Linked DNA regions of Hordeum vulgare: region 2 is linked to region 1. The links are chromatin contacts, called in public Hi-C maps. All regions are on one chromosome and are shown on one strand. The core of a region is the stretch at or near the end of the contact, and the rest is flanking DNA. Distances in the headings are between cores, read along the strand shown.

What was found. A called contact is a pair of places that touch in the nucleus more often than the background predicts.
Region 2: a contact with region 1 is called in a Hi-C map of seedling, with 2.4 times the contacts expected there. The contact joins two enhancer-like sites. A contact is called at or near these places in 2 of 6 Hi-C or Micro-C datasets (leaf and seedling).

Annotation. Positions count from the first base shown.
Region 1 is chr1H:395,970,834-395,974,790 of MorexV3_pseudomolecules_assembly, forward strand. No RefSeq gene overlaps it. Among protein-coding and RNA genes, the nearest start is that of LOC123440143, 32 kb to the right of the region's middle. Within about 2 kb of position 1,653, at least 3 of the 3 cell types and tissues checked have open chromatin away from gene starts, as enhancers often do. A contact at or near this core is called in leaf and seedling, where this site is marked.
Region 2 is chr1H:396,249,675-396,253,441 of MorexV3_pseudomolecules_assembly, forward strand. No RefSeq gene overlaps it. Among protein-coding and RNA genes, the nearest start is that of LOC123440143, 250 kb to the left of the region's middle. Within about 2 kb of position 2,072, at least 3 of the 3 cell types and tissues checked have open chromatin away from gene starts, as enhancers often do. A contact at or near this core is called in leaf and seedling, where this site is marked.

The DNA.
Region 1 (3,957 bases), core at 403-2,902:
CATCTTTGTATTTGTCGGGCATAAAAAGTTATTTTATTTATCTGTATACGAATTTGATAGACATATAGCATGTTAAATTATAGTAAAAGTTGTGCAACAAAGACAAAAAAAGTCAAACGTCACCTTATATTTTGAAAAAGAGGGAGTAGTCGACACCATAACTAATTTGGTCTAGTGGTTATTGCGGGCAGATCCTATTTGACGCTCATGAGAGTCAAAAGGACGAGTCTTCGCTGAAGTTCGGCTCCCTACATCTTGGTTCGGGCCGGCCAACTGACATTTTTTCCTGTACTTGTTTATGTTTCTATTAATTTTTATATTTTGTTTCCATCTTGCGTTTTAGTCTTCCTTTTTCATTGCTTTCCTTTTTCTTGTATTTATACAAATATTATTATGTATTTCATACAAAACTGTTCATTTTTTATTTAAGACATATTCACCCTGTATATTAAGAAAATGTTCAACATATTTGAAAAAAAAGTTCATTGTGTATTTTAACATTTATTAAGAATATATAAAAAAATGTTCAATGTATACTTAAATATTACTATTTAACATATATGACAATTTTCTTAAGATGTATTTTAAATTAATATTTTGTTCAGTGTATATGACAAGAAATTTCAGTGTGTATCTAAAAATTCTTCAGCACATATTTATTTAAATGTTCAATGTATATTTAAAAATTGTTCAACATTTTTAATTTCAATTTGTTTTGTCATGTTTTAAAGGTTGTTTGAATTTCCAAAAAAATTCGCAATTTTCACACATTAATAAATTTTTTGAAAGAAAATTGTTCAGATTTTTTTCCTAAGGAATGTTCATTTAAAAAGAAATAGATTTGCCGGTGTACATATTACTCCAAATGTAGTACTCCAGCTTAGACATTTGCTATCGCTTGCTCTAGTGGCAAGCGACGGTTTTAGCGTCCAAAAGGAGCTCTCGTCATTGCGTTAGGATTGTCAGCGTTGTGGTGCCTAGTTCGAGTCCCAGTGATCCCTATTTCGATCATGATTAATGTCTTTTTCTCTTCATGTTTTCTTTTTAGCAGAGGTTACTGGGCAGGCCCGTTATGCGTGGCTAGCGAGCCCCAGGAGCACCAACGGGCGCCTACAACGCTGATTAGGAGCTCCCTGTAAACATTGTGACTTTTGAATAAAAAGCCTCGGAGTTTGTCGATAAAAAAAGCTTCATGTATTCATTCTCAAAAAAAAAAAGGAGCTCCCTGTATTCAGAGCCACATTCTATACTAAAAAGAAAAAGGTGTAATCGGCGACGTTCTCCGAAAGAAGAGGTAAGTAGCCGCGCTGGGCCGGCGCCGGCGGCGACACAAAGGACGAAAGGTCTGCCACGGTTCCATGGCCGTCCGGGCCGCACGTTCCAATCTGGACCCTTTACTTCATTGTCACTTTTTCTCGCCTTTTTCTTTGTCACGGACGGAAAATGGTCCCGCCAACCTGTATATTTTTCGTGCTACTATCCAATATGACATGCTCAAGTTGCAAATTTATGCATATATTTAGACTAGCTAGCATGCGCAACGGAAGGAACAACCAACATGCGTGCCAACCTTTTAGGCCAGGTACGTACACCCAGCTGAGGCGGTTTCTGCGCTGGTTCTGCCGTTTGACGGATGGCGGCTCACCTGTATGGTGCGTAGCCAGCAGCAGGTTGTCGTTAGCAGCTGCGGCAACTTGAGATAGCAACCACCCCCCTCCCAGCCCCTAGCTCTGGCCCTGGACCCGCCGTACATCCATCCCATGGAATTCACACGTAGCAAGAACCCATGCCCGTGCGGAGGCGGAGGCGCAGGCGCAGCTAGCTAGCTCCAAGTTTTTAGGCAACAGCAACGCATATCACCTTATCACACACTGGTGGCACGGCACCGGAGGGAGCGCGCCGTCACGTATCACAGACGTATGTGAGCACGCGATAACTGACCGCGCAACCCGAAAGTTGATGGCGCTGACGACGGGAGCCGTTGCTCCGTTCCCAAGGGCAAAGAAAAGAGTCGGCTCACGACACGGTTACGTGCGCCCGAATTGCAGGCGCGCTACGCCGGCCTAGCTAGCTAAAGCTAACCGATCGCTCGAACAAAGGCCATGTTCTGTTACACGAGTTAGACTAGAAAAAGTCTCTTTTAGTCCTTATGTAACCAAACAGAAAGAATTTTATCTTAAGGGACTAGAAAAAGGCTTTACTCGAGGATCTTTTTCCTAATCCGTGAATAAAAAAAAAACCTAGTTCATTGAAATCAAACACCCCCGAAACAGTCGGCCACCCATCGTAGAAACAGACCCGCGCGGTCAGCAAACTCGACGAACCATGCATCTCAACGTCCCGTCCATGGACGGCTCGGCTCGATCGGCGGCACAAACCAAGTCGCGTGCGCCGGCTCTCATCACGTACCGGAACCAACGACGACGTCTCCTCAGGCTCACCCACAACAACAGAAAAAGAAAAGGGGAGGTGAAGAAAGTTTGAGTGCGTGCACTGTCCTACGTACGTATACTGGTACCTAACATAACGACCGGCCTGAGTTTCTTAATCGGATCCGTCGCCGTCCCCGTCTCCGTCTCCGTCCAGGCATCGCGTCATAGGCATACATGACCTTGCATATGCATATGCCTCGCTCGCGCAACGGCATGCGTGAGGGATAAGCCAAGCGGATCAGGACGGACGGACGTCCATCCTTGCACCGCACCATCACGGAGACACAGTGTTGTTGTTATACTCTACCACCACCACCACCGCTGATTAACAAGATCCCGATCGACACCTGGAGCTCGTCCTCGCCAGCGCCGGCTGCTTGTAGAAGCTACTACCTGACAGGACACGCGAAAGTTACATATGCACAGGCCGAAAGGCCGTGACGAGAGTATAATCATATGTACCGCCCAAGCCTATTTTAAGTGATCGATGATAATCTTTTTGGTGAGAGCAATCACTACTCCAGACAATAATTAGTGGAAATCTTGTAACGTTTCTTCAGAAAGCGGTACTTAGAATGGGCGCCAGATTCAAATTACACCCGTAAACAAAAGCATAACATAAACTAGGTTGAACCACTTTGATAGCATGAAACTGCACACGTGAACACAAGATTGGGTAAATAAAGTTTACAAAGGTCGGTATCATCATAAAACGTCATAACAGAGCTCGGTAGGCATGCGCAACGAAACCTGGTTAGTGTAGAAGCAAAGTGAGTGTCGTGCCGGAGGACACACGATGTATGGACAACAACATCCGAAGATATTGAGTCGTCGACGGGAGAAGTGGACCCACCCACACCGCATGAAAACACTACCCCGGCTTCAATCTTCCCTACGTGAGAGTCCCACCGACGCACTATCGACGTAGAAGCGGCGTTCTTGTGGTTGACAAGAGCATCCCCTTGAGCTCAAGCCCTCATACCGACTGGCGCTCCATCCAACCAAGATTTCCGCTTCACAACAATAGATTTTAGGGTCTGTTTGGAACTGCTCTACTTTAGAAAATTCAGCTCCGTTCGGGGTAGCTCCGCGACATACAACTTCACAAAAAAACTAGAATCTGGGGTCCAACTTCTTGTTTTTTATGAAGCTCTCTAGGAGGTGCTTCATAAAATTGTAAAAGCTGGAGTTGGAGCAAAATTTCCCACCACTGCCACCAGTAAGTGGATACCCCTTCGTTTCTCCCCTCTCATCCAATCAAATAGACCCTTTCCACCAAAATTTTCATTCGTGAAGCTGGAGCCGGATAAAAGTCAAATATTCTCTTTGAAAGAGCTACAACTTTTGTATGAAACTGCTGCAAAGTGGATTCGATGGAGCGGAATTGCTTTTTATGAAGCAGAGTGGTCCCAAACAGGGCCTTAGTCTCCGCCAAACATCCCACCACCCCTCTCCTAATGCGAGCTTCTCCATAGATTGCTATCACCCAACCCTACCCCTCTCGATCCAATGCGAGCTTCCCACC
Region 2 (3,767 bases), core at 822-3,321, 280 kb after region 1:
CTTTGGCTTCCCCTTGAGTCGAATATATAAATTTGGATTGAATACTCTATCCTCGGAAACTATTGTGATCCCATATACTTGTGGGTTATCAGTCACTCCACGGCGTGCCCCGAACGCGAGCGCCGATGAACACTTGTGCTACGCCCTGATGGGAGTGCGCCTCCTCCTTGACCACTTCGAAGAGCAGCAAAGTCTGAAGCAACCTGAGGTTGCGGGCCTCGAGCAAGAAGCGCTTGAACTGTGGGTCGAGGTTTGGCTCCAGCAACCCGTTTGGATGGCGCGGGGATGGTGGCGTCATTGCAGCCATGACTTACTCCAGCGTGTGCAGCGGTAGCGTCTTATTCACGAGCGTGAGTTATACAAATTTTTAGTGGAATCTCACTTATTCCCAGCTAATCCACCTAAATTGTAGTGCGTTGTTAGTTATCACCCACCAGACCATGGTGGGACGAAGTGGGCTATGGCGGGACGTCCGCGGTCAATCCCACCTGCAGCCCGATCCTCCAGATTAGCGAGAAGGGGCCTACCCATCAAAGTGTGTGCCCACTATGTGACCATCGTGACGAGACCATGAACCACATCAAGATTGAATGCTTCTTTGCAACGGAGGCGCGGGGACGGGTCTGCACGACCATGGGACAGCCGTGGCGAGCATCCCTATAGGATGAGACGTTGTCCGAGTGATGGATGAGGCAAGAGGAAAGTGGCCACAATCGCTTGCAACAGTTATGATCTCGTCAAAGCTCCATCAAGTGTTAGTGTGTCGATCCCAAAGCACAGACCATTGCTACAAAATTAGTCACGAAACATGTAAGATGTTTAGCTTGGAGTATGGACGTTTTGGTGAACGAGCTCCATGGAACCCTTTATTTTTAAAAAATTCAAAATTTAAATTTTTTGACTTTAAAAAATTCTGAAAAAATGCAAGTATACATGGATGAAATGTATATATGTATAAAAAATCAGGATAAAATACCTTTAAATTCGATCTATACAAAAAGGACAAATATGTGGACTTTGAGGATGAATAGTATAATCTGTTAGAAAGCCTCAAATTTATCTTTTTTACAGAACCCTTATTTCAACGTATTTCGTCATAAAAATTTACGCACATATGTGTTACGCTTCCATGAATATCTGTATTTTTAGGGTTTTTTTTGAATTGTAAAAATATGAATTTTGATGAATTTTGGGTTTTTTAAAAACCGATCTTCATGGAGGCCGAGCTTTAAAAGACATTTTCGTTTAGATTGGTGATATTATTACTAGGCGTCAATGAAGTCGACTGAAACTATTGCGGGAAAAAAAGTTGACTGAAAGTGAAGATGGCGGTAGTACTCACGAGAGAGACCACCCATCGGACACAGATGAGGTGACATGCACGTTTGCATGTCACCGTGTGCCTTGCGGTCTAAATTTAAATTTAAACATTACGAAAAATTTTGAAAAAAAATCATGCATGTTCACATCATATATTAAGATAACCCCTAAAAAATTCAGATCAAAATTCAAAACATACACTGAGAAATAAAAAAGAGAAACTCAGATGTGAACAGTCTACACAGAACCATTCGTGACTATTCATGACAGATTTCTCTTTTTTATTTCATGATGTATGTTTCGAATTTTGATCTGAATCTTTTAAGGGTTATCTTAATATGTGCTGTGAACATGCATGATTTTTTTTAATTTTTTCGCAAAGTTTAAATTTAAATTTAAACGCAAATCACACGGTGACATGCACCTGATCTGTGTCCCCACCCATCAGGCAGACCTTTTCCCATTAGGCGGCCACCAGTTAGGCAATTCGCGCGACTGTTCAGCCCCATCATCACCCCCTAAACCCATACGGGCACCGTTTGGTCTGACAGGCGGAGGGCCCCGTGTTTAAACGCCGGTCAGCGTCCCCGATCAGATGCGCGCGCGCTTTCCCGGCCGGTGGACGAGGACGGCACCCGACCGATCGCTACTGTTCGCCGATCGATCAGACCATCCGCACACACATGCGGCCCAACCTCCCGTGACCCGGAGGGCGGTCGACGGCGACGGGCTCGGGCGGGCAATCATTTCGCCCGCGCCTCGATGGTCCTGGACACCGTCCCTGGGCTGTCACGGCAGCGGCGCGTGCTGTGCGGGTGCCGTGTCAGCTGGTGCGTGGCGCCGGGGAGGTCCAGCGAGACGCAGGGTCGGGGGGTGGGGATTCGTTCGTCGACAGGCGGTGGTCGACTGGTCGCGTCCTTTTCGCCGCGCGGCTCGTTATGGGGCGCGATCCCGACGTGAGTTGAGACGAGGGCTTGAGGCGGTCCGCCGTAATGCTCTTCCTAAATTCCTATGATGTTGCTGTTCCTTCATAGCTGGCTAGCGTGTGCTGCTTGATGGCCGAGATGGGACACGGCAGCGCGCCGATGTGTCTTCCGCCGGGAATGGTGGTTGCCACTGCTACGTTGCTTGCACGATACAGCGTTTGTGCATGTGTGCTGCAGCCGGGCATAATTATTTTATAACTTAATCTATATTATTATTAAACAAGAAAACATATTCATCGTTACGTGCATCCAGTCTAATTTAGACATAAGGCAAGTCGTAATAGGAAATATCATATGCTAGTATCATGGATACGATATTAATGTATCATATTAAGTATCATATTATATTCGTAATGCATAGTATCATATGGTAGTATATTTATTATCATGCATGACACATACTAACAAACATTTAATATGGAACGGTGATACTTAATCTTTTTTTTCATTTAATTTTATGTCACCTTATCTAAATTGTCTAGTTGACATACATAATACTACTATTTATGATATTTTTATTATGAACAACCTAACAACAAAAATGAATTACATGCTTATGTGCAGAGCACTTAATTTAATTTAACCATCAATATTGCATGAACCCATGTTCAAAGTGTGTTTAGCATTTCTTCGGGCGAGTGAACAAAAACTCTGTCATCCGACGTCCTCACGTTGTGTTCATGACTAAAATTACCAGTATGCTCCCACCTCCTTCTCCCGAAAAAAAGACGTACTATGCGCATGTAGCCCGCACCTTTCGCGAAGGCCGCACAACCGGCCGCCGTAGCCGCCCTATCTGAAGCATGACTTCCCCACCGCCCCGACGCTCCTCCTACACAACGTAGTCACACACCTCCAACCGTTGCCCGTGTATCGCCGGTAATCGTTTGTCGCACCTCTGCGGTCTCACATGATTGCTCTGTTAGAGCATCTCTCATAGACCCTGTATAAAGCCGCGACCCGCAAAATAATCGTCAAAATACAGGTCGGCGTAGAAAATGTTGCCCGACCAGACCCCGCAAACGCGTTCGTCCCGTAATAATTTTTAGGGCGCGGAAAAATCCCATCCCCAACCCGTGAAAACGTAGGTTTCCGCCCCACCCCTAATGTGCCCCGTATCTCAGGAAAGCGGTTGGCGGGAGGGACATTTCAGCCCACGCCCTTTCCCTACCCTCTTTCACCGCCGCCCGCCATTGGTTTCTCCCGTCTGCCGTTGACGACTCTGGCCAAATCTGCGGGCAGAATCGCGTCGCGGGGGCGCCCGTACCATCTTCAACCGAGCCAGTACACCGGCTCCCCGGATCAGCCGAGCCACCGCCCCCGAGCAGCCGGTGAGTATGTACTTGTGCTTGTGCCGAGCGGTATGCATGGTTGGTTAACGGGGCGCGCATATTTGTGAATTTAGATGGGATTGAGCCCGTGCGAGAAGTTTTTGCTCGACTATTCGTACGATTCAGATGA